3 separate regions of the Ovis aries genome follow, and all the other regions are linked to region 2. The links are chromatin contacts, called in public Hi-C maps. All regions are on one chromosome and are shown on one strand. The core of a region is the stretch at or near the end of the contact, and the rest is flanking DNA. Distances in the headings are between cores, read along the strand shown. Region 1 holds the start of ADRA1A (adrenoceptor alpha 1A). Region 2 has its middle 120 kb from the start of DPYSL2. Region 3 overlaps ADRA1A (adrenoceptor alpha 1A).

What was found. Hi-C and Micro-C count contacts between places; a contact is called where the count stands out from the background.
Region 1: a contact with region 2 is called in a Hi-C map of liver, with 3 times the contacts expected there. The contact joins the promoter of ADRA1A here to the enhancer-like site in region 2. A contact is called at or near these places in 2 of 16 Hi-C or Micro-C datasets (liver and tail adipose tissue).
Region 3: a Hi-C map of liver shows a contact between it and region 2, with 6 times the contacts expected there. The contact joins two enhancer-like sites. A contact is called at or near these places in 2 of 16 Hi-C or Micro-C datasets (liver and mixed tissues).

What each region holds. Positions count from the first base shown.
Region 1 is chr2:38,852,108-38,856,267 of ARS-UI_Ramb_v3.0, reverse strand. It overlaps ADRA1A (adrenoceptor alpha 1A), which reads right to left and starts at 2,167. Exons shown (of 4, transcript XM_042243118.2): 1 at 1,848-2,167; 2 at 1-597.
Region 2 is chr2:39,045,047-39,049,181 of ARS-UI_Ramb_v3.0, reverse strand. No RefSeq gene overlaps it. Among named protein-coding and RNA genes, the nearest start is that of DPYSL2, 120 kb to the left of the region's middle. Within about 2 kb of position 1,626, at least 6 of the 54 cell types and tissues checked have an H3K27ac peak or open chromatin away from gene starts, as enhancers often do. A contact at or near this core is called in liver, where this site is marked.
Region 3 is chr2:38,874,194-38,878,618 of ARS-UI_Ramb_v3.0, reverse strand. The region is part of intron 2 of ADRA1A (adrenoceptor alpha 1A); the gene reads right to left. Among named protein-coding and RNA genes, the nearest start is that of ADRA1A, 22 kb to the right of the region's middle. Within about 2 kb of position 2,043, at least 1 of the 54 cell types and tissues checked has an H3K27ac peak or open chromatin away from gene starts, as enhancers often do. A contact at or near this core is called in liver, where this site is marked.

The sequences.
Region 1 (4,160 bases), core at 918-3,417, 190 kb after region 2:
CGGGAACGGAGGAGGGGAGCGAGGGAGCGGGGAGTCAAAAGCTCTCGGCTCCCAGGAGCCTCGTCTGCTGGGGTTGTCTGGGGGTAAGAGAGAACGTGCAGGGAGGAAGCAACTCCGGCCAGCCCGGGAAACCCTCAGTAGGCCACGCAAAGGGGTAGGGCTTTAAAGGCGACATGGCCAGGGGCGCGCGGAGCTGCCAGCCGACCCTCTCCACCCGTAGCGCTGGCCCGGGGCCCCGGCTCCCTCCCTATCCGAGCCTTAGCACGGAACTCAGGGAGACGCGATGCAAAACGCAATCCCAGAATTATGGGAGTCCCCTTTCCTGCACTGTCCGCTCCGTCCGAGTGAGAAGTTTGAGCATTCTGCACATAATTGGAATTCAAAACTTCAGTCTCCCCCCAACAAACCACAAGCAAGTACTGGTCTGCCGTCGACTCTCAAAGGCGGGGACCGTTGGCATCTGGGCGCTTCTCCCCACCCGCAGTTACACTCGGTGTGGCTGCATTCATGACAGATCGCGCAGGCCAAGGGGAAACGCGGCTGTGAAATGTTCACCAAGAGCGAGATGGCTGCGGAGAGTAGTTTGCCAGCGTTGTCCTGAAAGAGCGCAAAGAAATGCAGAGTGTAAGCCAGCCGCCTCGGGGAGCGAGGCCGTGCTAGACGCGGGGTCTGACCCGGCCGGGAGCCCCGCCGACTCAGATCCCAAAGCGACCCGTCCTGCCGCAGCCCAGCGCGCGGGAGGGGACCGCGAGCCGTGCCCAGCCGCTGGGCACCTGCCCTGGCGCGCTCCTCCTCGCGGCCTCTGGCGGTGTTCAAGGACTGAGGCAAACACACCCCAAGCTCCAGCACGGCCGGCGTGAAATTAAAATCTGAAAATAAATTAATTTAAGTCTAGCTTGAAATTAAAATCTAGCCCGAGTGGCGCGATTTGAGGCTGAAGGGTATGCCGCACCGAGCCAAGCTGATGGAAACCCGGAGGATCTACCCGGTGGCCACTTGGACAGGTTGCTTCGCAGTCACCTGGAGGGGGCGGCCTGGGAGAGGGAGTCGCCGAGACCCGGGGACCGCAGAGGCAGTGCCACGCGCAAGCTCACGCCAGAGGAATTCACACTTGAACGTGCGGAGCGCGCCGGTCTGTCGACCAGCCAAGCCGGCCTGAAAGCCGGGTCCAGAGCAAAGCCCTCGGGACACAACGAGGGCTGAACCCGACTCTAGGAAAGGTCCGAGAGTCCTTTCCGAGCCACAGGCTCAGGGGTCCCGGAGGACTCGAGCCTCTAGCCACGCCCAGAAGGGCCCTGAGGGTTCCGGGGAGGAGTGGGAGCAGGGAGCATCGCTAAGCCTAAGGGGCTTTGCTGGCGGCAGTCACTGCGGATTTTGTAGGCGTAAAAATCAAGTCCGCGAGCCGGCGGCCAGGGGCGCCTCGTGTTTATTTTCCGAGTCGGGGGTCACCGTCTGCGTAAGAAAGGTAGATTTCCATAGCTGCGAGCAGACCACAGGGACTCCGGTGGGAATGCGGGGGAATGGGGACCCACCTTGCGGCTGGGCCCCGAGGCGGGATTCCCTCAGCAAAGGCTTCCGTGAAAATCCCAAGTTCTAGAGCTCACAGGTGATAACAGAACGCAAGCAACTGCAGAAACCCGTTTCCCCTTACCCGCGGAGCGATAAATACGCTGTTAAAAACACACTTGTTAACTAGGAGATAAGTTCCCAGAATACAAGAGGGAAACGCGGTGGGGTGGGGAAGGGGGTGAAAGACGGAGCAGGAGCTTAGGGAAAGTGGGAGTAGGGTCTCGCCTGAAGGCCCCGGGAGGTTTGCCCTCACCCGCCCGGCCCTGCAGCGCACTCACCTGGAGCGCGGATGCAGAGCCACTGGTGCGCGCGCGCCGAGAGAAGTGGAGCGGCCGGCGGTCCCCCGAGCAACTCCGCTGCCTTCTCCCTGCGGGGAGAGGGGACCGTCTCTCCCACCAAACAGTTCCCGGTCGTTTTGCACCCTCTGACTCACCCCTTTACCAGAGACGTCTTTAAGATCCTGGCTCACAGACGCTTTACCTGGAGATTTTAACAATAAAGAAAAGAGAAAAAGAAAAAAAAAAAAAAAACACAGTCAAGCAGTAACTCCACCTTCGCCCTTTTAATATTCAGCTCTCCTACATCAGCAAAGACTGGCAAGGAACTTTGCGGCTCTCGCTGACGTAACACAGTCAGTAGCCCCGGCTAGTACCGTAATCTCCTGCTGTTACCGTATTACTCGGCGGTAATAGGCCCTACGCGCCCACTAGATTTTTTGTTTTGTTTTTTAATTTTTGGCTTTTGCCTTTTACCTTGAGTGAATTAGGTTCTCGCTTTACTTTAAGAAAGTGTGTGAGAGGAGAGGAGGAAGCGGGGAGAAGGAATTTTTTTATTTGTAGTAAATAACTTCTTTACATGATCCTGATTTTAAAAATAAAGAAAAATAGACATTTGCCAGACAAGTATTACAGTGCGTATGATGTGCTCAAAGAAATGCCCAGGAGATTTACTTTTGAACAGCTTGATTCAATTAACGCTTGGACTAGGTTCTGTTAAAATCGAAAAGAAGCATATTGTTATGCCAAATATGCAGGTGAATTATATTATTTGCAGATGTTTTAAGAAGAATGTAAAATCAGATAAGTTTCAATAAATCTGATTGTAATAAAATTATAACTCCAGAAGAATAAAGTGAGCATATCTAAACCTTTTGAAATATGATTCACTTCTCATTTCTGCAGATAAATGGATTAAGAAAGCATGTTGGTTCCACTGCAGTTTCTTACACAGCTTAGTGTTTTTAAAGTGCTATTTATTATTTTCCAGTTTCCATAAGAAAATATATCCTTTAAAAGAGTGCTGTTGTCTAGTCACTAAGTGGTGTCTCTTTTGTCACTCCATGGACTGTAGCCTGACAGACTACTCTGTCCATCGGATTTCCCAGGCAAGAGTGCTGAAGTGAGTTGCTATTTCCTCCTCCCAGGGATCTTCCTGACTCAGGAATCAAATCCATGTCTCTTGTGTCTCCTGTATTGGCAGGGAGATTCTCTACCACTGGTGTCACCTGGGAACTATGACCCCCTCCACCACCCCCCTCCCCCCCCCCAACAAAAGAGTATTACTTCTCTTTAATTTTCTTAATGAATGAATAATTAGAGCTCGAATAGTTGACATTGCCAGTCTTATTCACTTTTTTTTTTTTTTTTGATAAATCCCATGTGCTTTTTACCTTACAGTTGAATAAATGTCATCTGTGCTTTGGAATATTGGGGAAATGCCAGAATTTTCTCCATTCTTGATTCCCATCTCCTAAGTCCCCTCCTTTCATTTTTATTGATTCAGGCAAGACACTCTGTTTGTAGAATATAGTAGGTTCTGTTAAATAGTAACAGAGAGGTAAGTACTTGAATTCCCTCCCCTTAACAGAAGTTTATTATTACCTTTTTCAAGAGAAATGTTTGGAAGGCTTTTATCATAGCAATATACCTCAAAATATCTCATAGAAATGCCCTCAGGAAGATCAGGGGAGGAGGAAGCAGGGAGAAGGGATTTTTTTGCTTCATCCAAGACCTAGTGTATAGATGACCTCTTTCTTAAAAACAATGCCATTCTACCCCCACATCTATAGGAGTGGTACCGACACTTATCTGGAGAAGGAAATGGCAACCCCCTCCAGTATTCTTGCCTGGAGAATCCCATGGACAGAGGAGCCTGGCAGACTAAAAATCCATGAGGTTGCAGAGTTGGACACAACTTAGAGGCTGAACAACAACAAACAACAATTGACACTTATCATGTTTAATTAGACTTTAATACTATTTGATTAATTTTTTGACTTGACTTTAATATTATTTTAAAAATAAATACACAAATGGCTTTTTTATTCATAAACTGAATTCTGTGTTGAAGGAGAAGCAGACGTGAGAGGAGACAGGAAATCTGGGTTTGCTCTCATCCTTAAGTCACTTGCTCTGAGATGGGTTGGAAAGGCTGTATCAGTTCCCTGAGACTCCTACATCTTATCATCCAATATGTATACAAGGTCTGTTCTTCAGAAATCCCACCCACCAGAGGACTACATTACTGTTTAGTTTCTTATCCATTAACTTTTTAGCATGAATGCAAGCTTTCTGGAAAGATCTGTTCCATGG
Region 2 (4,135 bases), core at 377-2,876:
TGCAGGCAGATCAAACATTAGCGATACTCTTATTGGAGTATAGCTGCTTTACAATGTTGTGTTAGTTGCTGCCGTACAACAAAGTGAATCAGCCATGTGTATACATATATCCCCTCGCTCGTGAGCCTCTCTTCACCCTTCGCCTCCCCATCTCAGCCCTCTAGGTCATCCCTGGGTCTGCAACCAGGGCAAGCTATGTGCCAGTTCCGGCTTGATCGAGGAAAAGGAAATTGTGAGACTCTAGTAAACAGAGTCCATGGCTTTCATTGGCTGAGCCTTTGCCAGGAAAGAAGTCTTTTTTCTTCTTGTTGGCTCTGCGATTATCTCAGGGCATGAGAGCTCCCCCTTCTGGCGGCCCAACTGTGTATAACTGAGGTTTCTGTTAGTTTTTCACAGGACTATGGAAAGCTAGTTCACTGCACCTCATCTTCCTACATGTTGTCCTTCTGAACTTCTATCCTTGACCAAGCCTCCCACTTCCAAACTCTCTCTATATACATATACTTCATGATCAACAAACTTACATGATTCCATAAACTCCCGTCTTCACTAAACATTCTCCCCTACATCTTTGCCTTAAAAGAAAACCTGATCCCTTTTTCTGCTCCTTTGCTTGTATCTCAGCTACCATTATCACTCTCCTAGATAACTGTTTTGTTGCATCTGTTTTTCTTAGTTTTAACTTTTCTTGATGGTGGAATAGAGACAAACAATTGTGTAGGTTAGGTGTACATTTAACTGAATTGTATGGGTGTCTAGACAGCTGTGATGTTCATAAAGGGTTACAGTAAACCCCTACACACGAACCCTCATGTTGCTGACTTTCAAAGATGCAAACGTGCGTTCCATCAACATCAGGCTCGCAGCTTGCCCTCTGTTTCCTATTGGTGACGACCCTTCAGCTCTCGCACCTCCCATCTCCTCTCCCTCCTCCAGTCAGTAACTCTTCTTGCCTGTTCACTCCATGCCAGCCCCCTGTATGCCAGCTGTTGTACTGGACTACTGTACTTTTCAAGGAACTGTACTGTAAGATTAAAAATGTTCTCTTTATTTTTATGGTTTTTTTTTTGTGTGTGTGTGTAAAAAGTATTGTAAACCTATACCGGTACAGTACTATACAGCCAATTGCGTTAGGTGGGTACCTAGGCTAACCTTGTTGGACTGGCAAACAAGTTGCACTAGTGAATGAGCTCTGAGGATGGAACTCACAGGTATGTAAAATCTTCCTGTACTTCTTTGGAATCGTTACTGCTCTTCTTCTTCATTCCCACTTCTCCATCTTCTCCACACCCTGCTCGGCCACTCTGCTTCGGCCCATTTGAGTGGGCATTCTCTTTCACGTTTTTACTTAAAATGGTCCTTCACTCGATTGCCTTTAAATGCTTACTTCCACTTTAATAAGTGCCCTTCGGCTCTTGCTGTTCTCTTTCCCTCCTGGATGGCAGGCCTGTGACAAGACTATAATCTCGGCTGACGAAATATTGGGTGAGGAATTTGGAAGGAAGCCTATTTAAAACTTAGCTCTAGCCGGTTGCACAGATTTTCCAATAGATGGCAGCAGCGCATGAGCTCTGCAAATGCGAGTTCCCCAACCCTTGAAACAGCTCACACAGAGAATGGAATACAACACTGAATCAGTGAATAATCCCTTCCTGAACAAGCACTCGGCCAGCTCCCCAGTGCATGGGCTGCACTCTGCCCATGAAAAGATCAATGGATGACTCCAAGTTAGCAGAGTTTTACGTATTAAAGCAAAGTGGGTGTGTAGATTTGTTTTGTCACTAAAGCAGTTCACTGCCAGCTTCCCAGGTGGTTCAGTGGTGAAGAATTTGTCTGCCAATGCAGGAGACTCAGGAGACAAAGATTCGATCCCTGGGTTGCCCCCATGTTGGCTGAGAACACTTTGACCTAAATTTTAGGACAACATTAGAGTGGAGTCAGTAACACTATTATTTTGTTTTCTGTATTATGTGGAAAGACCATTACTACATTTTCCAAAGTGACTTCCTATAAAATGCTAGTCTGGAGAGATGCTCTGTCAACAGTGTCCTACGGGGTCAAAGGGCTATGGAACATATGGACAGTTAGAATACACATAAACACATAAAAGCCTGTTTTATTTGGTTAGTCATTGTGCAGGCTTATTTGACACTGTATCATTTCTACACTTATTTACTCATACAATCCCTCAGAGCTAAAATTATTTAGAACACATTTTAATCATACCAAATATGGCTGTTCACACAGATATTCTGTTCACACAGATATTCTTTATCACGTTAGGAACGTATTTTTTTAAATCCTATTTTAGAAAGCATTCTCTTTTTTTGTAAAGAATGGTTGCCAGACTGTAAGAAATTCTATTGGTGTGATTATTTGATTTTTCCTTTTTGATCTATGATCCAATTAATTCAGGCATATTATTATTATTTTTACCAGAGGGCTGATATCAATTTGTAAGAATTTTATTGAAACTTTTGGGATAAATTTTTGTAATTGAAATTGGTTTATTTTTTATGCACATGCGAAGTTAGGAAAACTAGGAATGTTCAGGCCTGCTCACTATTCTCTTTATTGTCTTTGTTCTCAGGAAAGGGAAAGAAAAAAAACTCATTCTTTTTTTTCTCCCTTTTCACTGCAACAATATCTAGTTCTTGATCAGGGATTGAACCCAGGCCCCCTGCATTGGAACATGGAGTCTTAGCCACTGGACTATCAGGGTCATCCCAAGAAATCTTGACTTCTCAGCATGTTTCAAGATTAAAAATAAGCATTCATTTAATGTTAGGCACTGTTCTAAGTACTTTGAATGTATTGATCTATTTAATTATTACAACATGGTATGAGATATTTTGGAGAGTAGCATACTGAAGCATAAAGACTTAAAATAATCTGCCTAAGCTATACAGGTAGAAAGCAGCTTTGCTGAGAGTCTAACCCAAGCTGTCTGCTTTTCAATCCTGCACTCCTGTCACTGGTTTGGTGCTTTAGTTGCTAAGTTGGGTCTGACTCTTACGACCCCATGGACTGTAGCCTGTTAGGCTCCTCTGTCCATGGGATTCTCCAGGCAAGAATACTGGAGTGGGTTGCCATTGCCTTCACCAGCGGATCTTCCTGACCCAGGAATCAAACCCGGGATCTCCTGCATTGCCGGCAGATGATCTACCAGCTGAGCTAGGAGGGAAGCCCTCATTACACAGATTATGAGTTTTATAAATGTATATACCTATACGTGTGTGCTAAGTCGCTTCACTCGTGTCCGAGTCTGTGCAACACGATGGACTATAGACCAGCCAGGCTCCTCTGTCCATGTGATTCTCCAGACAAAAATTATCAATAACATTAAACAACCTTTCCAGTTAATTTTGGAAAGCAAGAAAATATGCTTGACTCTATTAACGTTATCAAATGGGTTTAACACAATTTTTGGGGCTTCCCAGGGGGTCTCACAGCTAAAGAAATCAGGAGAAATGGGTCCCCTCGGTTGGGATAACCCTATGGAAAAGGAAATAGCAACCCACTCCAGTATTCTTGCCTAGGAAGTCCCATGGACAGAGGAGCCTGGCTGGTTACAGTCCATGGGGTGGTAAAAGAGTCGGACATTGCTTAGCGGCTAAACACCACCACTACTACAATTTTTCAGTAGTTTTCGAGAGACCAAGAGGCAGCATTCTTTTTGTCCACCAGAGGGCGCTGCCAGCACAATGCCTGAGTTCAGGATTCTCGGTCTCGTGGTTTCAACACATTGGGTCCATGCCATCATCAGTAGCCAGCCTCACATAGTTGTCTATCTTTGACAAAGCACACACAAAGGAATTGTTAACTTCCAAATACTAAAACAGAAGGAGCTCTGCTAACTGTCGTGTCCTGTGGCTTTTCTCAAGGAGAGGAAACCACCAAGAAGGGCATAGGTCTCTGAATCATGGTGATTCTTACATCCTGTAAGGGACATCCCAGCACCAGGGACCAGTTTTTATGTTCCACAGGCACACACCAGCCTGGGGTGATGGGACATATGTAGGCCAGGCAGGGGTCTCCCTGCAGGGGAAAATGTTGGGACATATTTGGAGCCAAGTGTGGGTTCCTTGACTGAGACCCTGAAGTTGCTAATTAATAAAATCAGCTCTTAATGCCC
Region 3 (4,425 bases), core at 794-3,293, 170 kb after region 2:
AATGTTCTCTTCTCAAACCCTTTTTGGGCAAAGAGGACGGCTCTGCCAGCATTCCAGAATAATGACAGCTGATGTGCCCTTTGTCAACTTTCCCTCCTGCTCGTTTGAAAATGCAGACTGAACTCTTTCCAGAACTTCTTCTGATACCATTTACTGAGCCTGGAATCAGATCCATTAGAACAGAGAGCAATTAGTACTCCAGACACCCCACCGGCCACTCCTGGTGGGAAGGTGAGGGTTCAGCATCCAGGACCCGGGGTCCCCTGACCACTTTCATGGGCTCAGTGCCACTTTTAACCATTTTATATCTTGGGTGTCTGAGAAGGATTTCATTGGAACCAGGAATTGTGAAGCTGAGGAGCTAGAAAGCTACTGGTTCCATGCAAGCCCCATTTTCTACAGATGAGGAGATGGAACCCAGGGCTTTTAAACTCATGGCAGAGCGCTTTCCTCTATTCCAGGAGGGCAGCCAGACAACTCCAGTGAGAGGTCACTTCCTCCCTGCCATGCCTTGGCTTCTACTTCTCTACATGAGCCCAGTGGCTTCTAGCTTACAGGCTTGTTCTAGAAATTCAACTAGAGTCAGGAAGTGGCCACACGCACCTCTAACATGGATTGAATCCTTGTGTCCTTTCCCTCCCCTCAACTTCATCTGTTGAAGCCCTAACCCTCACTGTGATGGCATTTGGAGGTGGGGCCTCCACTTTGGGAGTAACTAGGTTTGGATAAGGTCATGAGGGTGGAGCTCCTGTGATGGGATCCGGGTTCTTAAAAGGAATTGAAGGGACCAGAGCCAGCTTGCCCTCTGTCCTGCGAGACAGAGCAAGAACCTGGCTGTCAGTGAACCAGGATGAGGGCCCTCAGGAGAACCTGACTATGGTGCACCCTGATCTCGAATTTCCCAGTCTTCAAAACTGTAAGATGTAAATATCTGTTGTTTAAGACACCTGGTCTATGGTGTTCTATTCCAACATCTTGAACTGCCTATGGCAAGCACTCTTCATATCCCTTACATAAACTCCATTTCTTGCTTCCTAGGTGGCGCTAGTGTTACAGAATCCACCTGACAATGTAGGAGACATAGGTTTGATCCCTGGGTTGGGAAGATCTCCTGGAGAAGGACATGGCAACCCACTTTACTATTCTTGCCTGGAGAATTTCCATGGACAGAGGAACCTGGTGGGCTACAGTCCATGGGATTGCAAAGAATTGGACACGACTGAGTTGACAGCACACACACACAGACAAGAGCCCTTCACATGATTTCATCTCCTCCTCTTGTGATAAAGTGAAAGCTCAGCCTGCTGACCTACACAGACTCCGCCCCTGCCTGACCCCATGGGTATCTCCCTCTGACTGCTCTGCCTTGAACCACAAACTTACATGAAACCAAAGGAAATGATCACAGGTCCATTGATTTTCATTTCTGCTGCACAATTCAATATCAACCTGAAAAGGTGCCAGGGCTGAGGCAGGGATATGTGGCTCACAATGAACCCCCTTTCTAAATTCTTTATAAATCCAAGAGCCTGTGTGGCACAATTAAGATTCAACGCAGTCAAATAAATAAATATTTTAAAAAATCTAAAACAATACACAAATAGGTGAATTTTTGCATCACTACTGAAAACACTAAGAAAGGGTCATACACATAAGGCAGAACCTCTGAGAGATTTCTGGAAACTAGTTTGGTCGCCACCAGCCTGACTGAAGGATGGAGTCCTCAGTTTATCTCAAAAAACAGGTTGAAGGGAAGATGGCTCCCAGTTGCTGCTGGGTGACAACCCCAGAAGCTTGGAATAGTAGATCCTGGAGACCTAGGCAGAGTCAGGGTAGCTTTTCAAAGATAGATGTCAACTGCACTTGAGTGTTTAATTAGAGTACTGATGCTGAGGTCCTCACAAGATGGGAAATCTCTCCGTTTTCCCATCAAGGCCAGCCAACAACTAAAGGGAGGCTCTTGGGACATTGATCCCAGGGAGCCGGTCATGCCACATGGAGGAGAGGCCATGGCACTCACTGTGTCAACCAAACAGGACAAGGACTCTTGACCTCTGCTGGGCAAAAGTGAACACTGGCCCTTCTGTCTCCTCTGCTCCCTGTGGATAAACAGAGCAAGAGTCTGGCAAATGTGAACTACAACAAAGACAATTCTTTTCCTTTGCCCCTCATGTGCATGTGGAGTGGCTTCAGTCATGTCCGACTCTTTGTGACCCCATGGACTGTAGCCCACCAGGCTCCTCAGTCCATAGGATTCTCCAGGCAAGAATACTGGAGTGGGCTGCCATTTCCTTCAGGGGATCTTCCCGACCCAGGGATTGAACTTTATTTCTTATGTCTCCTGTATTGGCAGGCAGGTTCTTTACCACTAGCACCACCTGAAAGTCCCTTAATCTGAGTCTGAAAGGTTTGGACTGGGACCCAACCAATTCCAAACAGAGCCTCACCCTCGTGAGGCTGAACAAAAAGAGAATTACTGTTTATGTGAAAAGATTCAGCTGTTCAGTAGATGAGATTGATCTGAGGAATCAGAGATTTTCAGGCATAAAACTTCACTTTCAAAACAGTGACAGGGAACAAAATGAAAAGACAACTCTCAGAATGGGAGAAAATATTTGCAAATGAAGCAACCAACATGGGATTAATTGCCAAAATATACAAAGAGCTTGTGCAGCTCAATATCACAAAAACAAACAAATCAATCAAGAAATGGGCAGAAGAACCAAAATAGATATCTCTTCAAAGAAAACAAATGGTTAAAAAGCACAGGAAATGATGCTCAACATCACTAATTATTAGAGAAAAGCAAATCAAAACCACAATAAGGTATCACTTCACATTGGTCAGAATCGTCACCATCAAAGAAATCTACAAATAATAAATGCTAGAGAGGGTGTGGAGGAAAGAGAATCTTCCTACATTGCTGGTGGGCATGTAAAATAGTATAGTCACTATGAAGAACAGAACGGAGGTTCCTTAAAAGCCTGAAAATAGATTTATCATATGATCTAGCAATCCCACTACTGGGCATATACCCTGAGAAAACCATAACTCAAAAAGATACACGCACCTCAAAGTTCACTGCAGCACTATTTACAATATCCAGTTAGTAGTTGCTTAGTCATGTCTGACTCGTTGAGATCCCATGGACTGGAGCTATTTTTGTTTTGTATATAAGTTCATTGGTACCCTTTTTTTAGATTCCACATATAAGGAATATCACATGATATTTGTCTTTCTCTGTCTTAGTATAGCAATCTCTAGGTCTATCCACATTGCTGCAAATGGCATCATTTTGGTCTTTTAATGGCTGTGTAATATTCCATTGTATATATGTACCACATCTTCTTTATCCATTCTTTTGTTGATGGACATTTAGGTTGCTTCCATGCTGACTGAGCAACTAACACTTTCTTTCTGGGCTTCCCTGGTGGTACAGATAGTAAAGAATCTGCCTGCAGTGCAGGAGACCCAGATTCGATCCCTGGGTTGAGAAGATCCCCTGGAGAAGGGAATGGCAACCCACTTCACTATTCTTGCCTGGGAAATCCCAAGAATCTGGGTTTCCTGCACTGCAGGCAGATTCTTTACCATCTGCACCACCAGGGAAGCCCAGAAAGAAAGTGTTAGTTGCTCAGTCAGCATGGAAGCAACCTAAATGTCCATCAACAGAGGAATGGATAAAGAAGATGTGGTACATATATACAATGGAATATTACACAGCTGTTAAAAGACCAAAATAATGCTATTTACAGCAATGTGGGTAGACCTAGAGAGTGCTATACTAAGTCAGACAAAGACAAATATCATGTGATATCACTTATATGTAGAATCAAAGAAAGGGTACCAATGAACTTATCTACAAAACAAAAATAGAGTTACAGGTGTAGAAAATAACATATGATTACTAGGGAGTAAGTGGGAGAGGGATAAACTGGGAGATTGGGATTAACACATACCCACTACTATATTTAAAATGGAAAACTAATAAGGACTTACTATATAGCACAGAGAACTCTACTCACTACTCTGTAATGACCTATATGAGAAAAGAATTTTAAAAAGAGTGGATACATGTATAACCGTTTCACTTTGCTGTACAGCAGAAAGTAGTACAACACTGTAAATCAACTATATTCCAATAAAAATTAAGGAAAAAACAGGGATAGGGAAGGAAATCTCTGTGCTGCGCTGAAATGAGATTTAAGGAGCTATTGGGTTTACAAGTGTAGGCAATAATGAAGACGGAACAATGTGCCAATAAAATGGATTGAATTTGAGGGAAGGAGGTAGAGGTAGCTTGTTACTAAGGCTAACTAGATATAATACAGCACAGACTTGAGAAACTTGGAAGTCAGAGGAAAATAGCGAAAAGATGCCTAAGATGAGCAAAAAAGCAAAAGAAAAGGGGGCAGACAGAGGAGA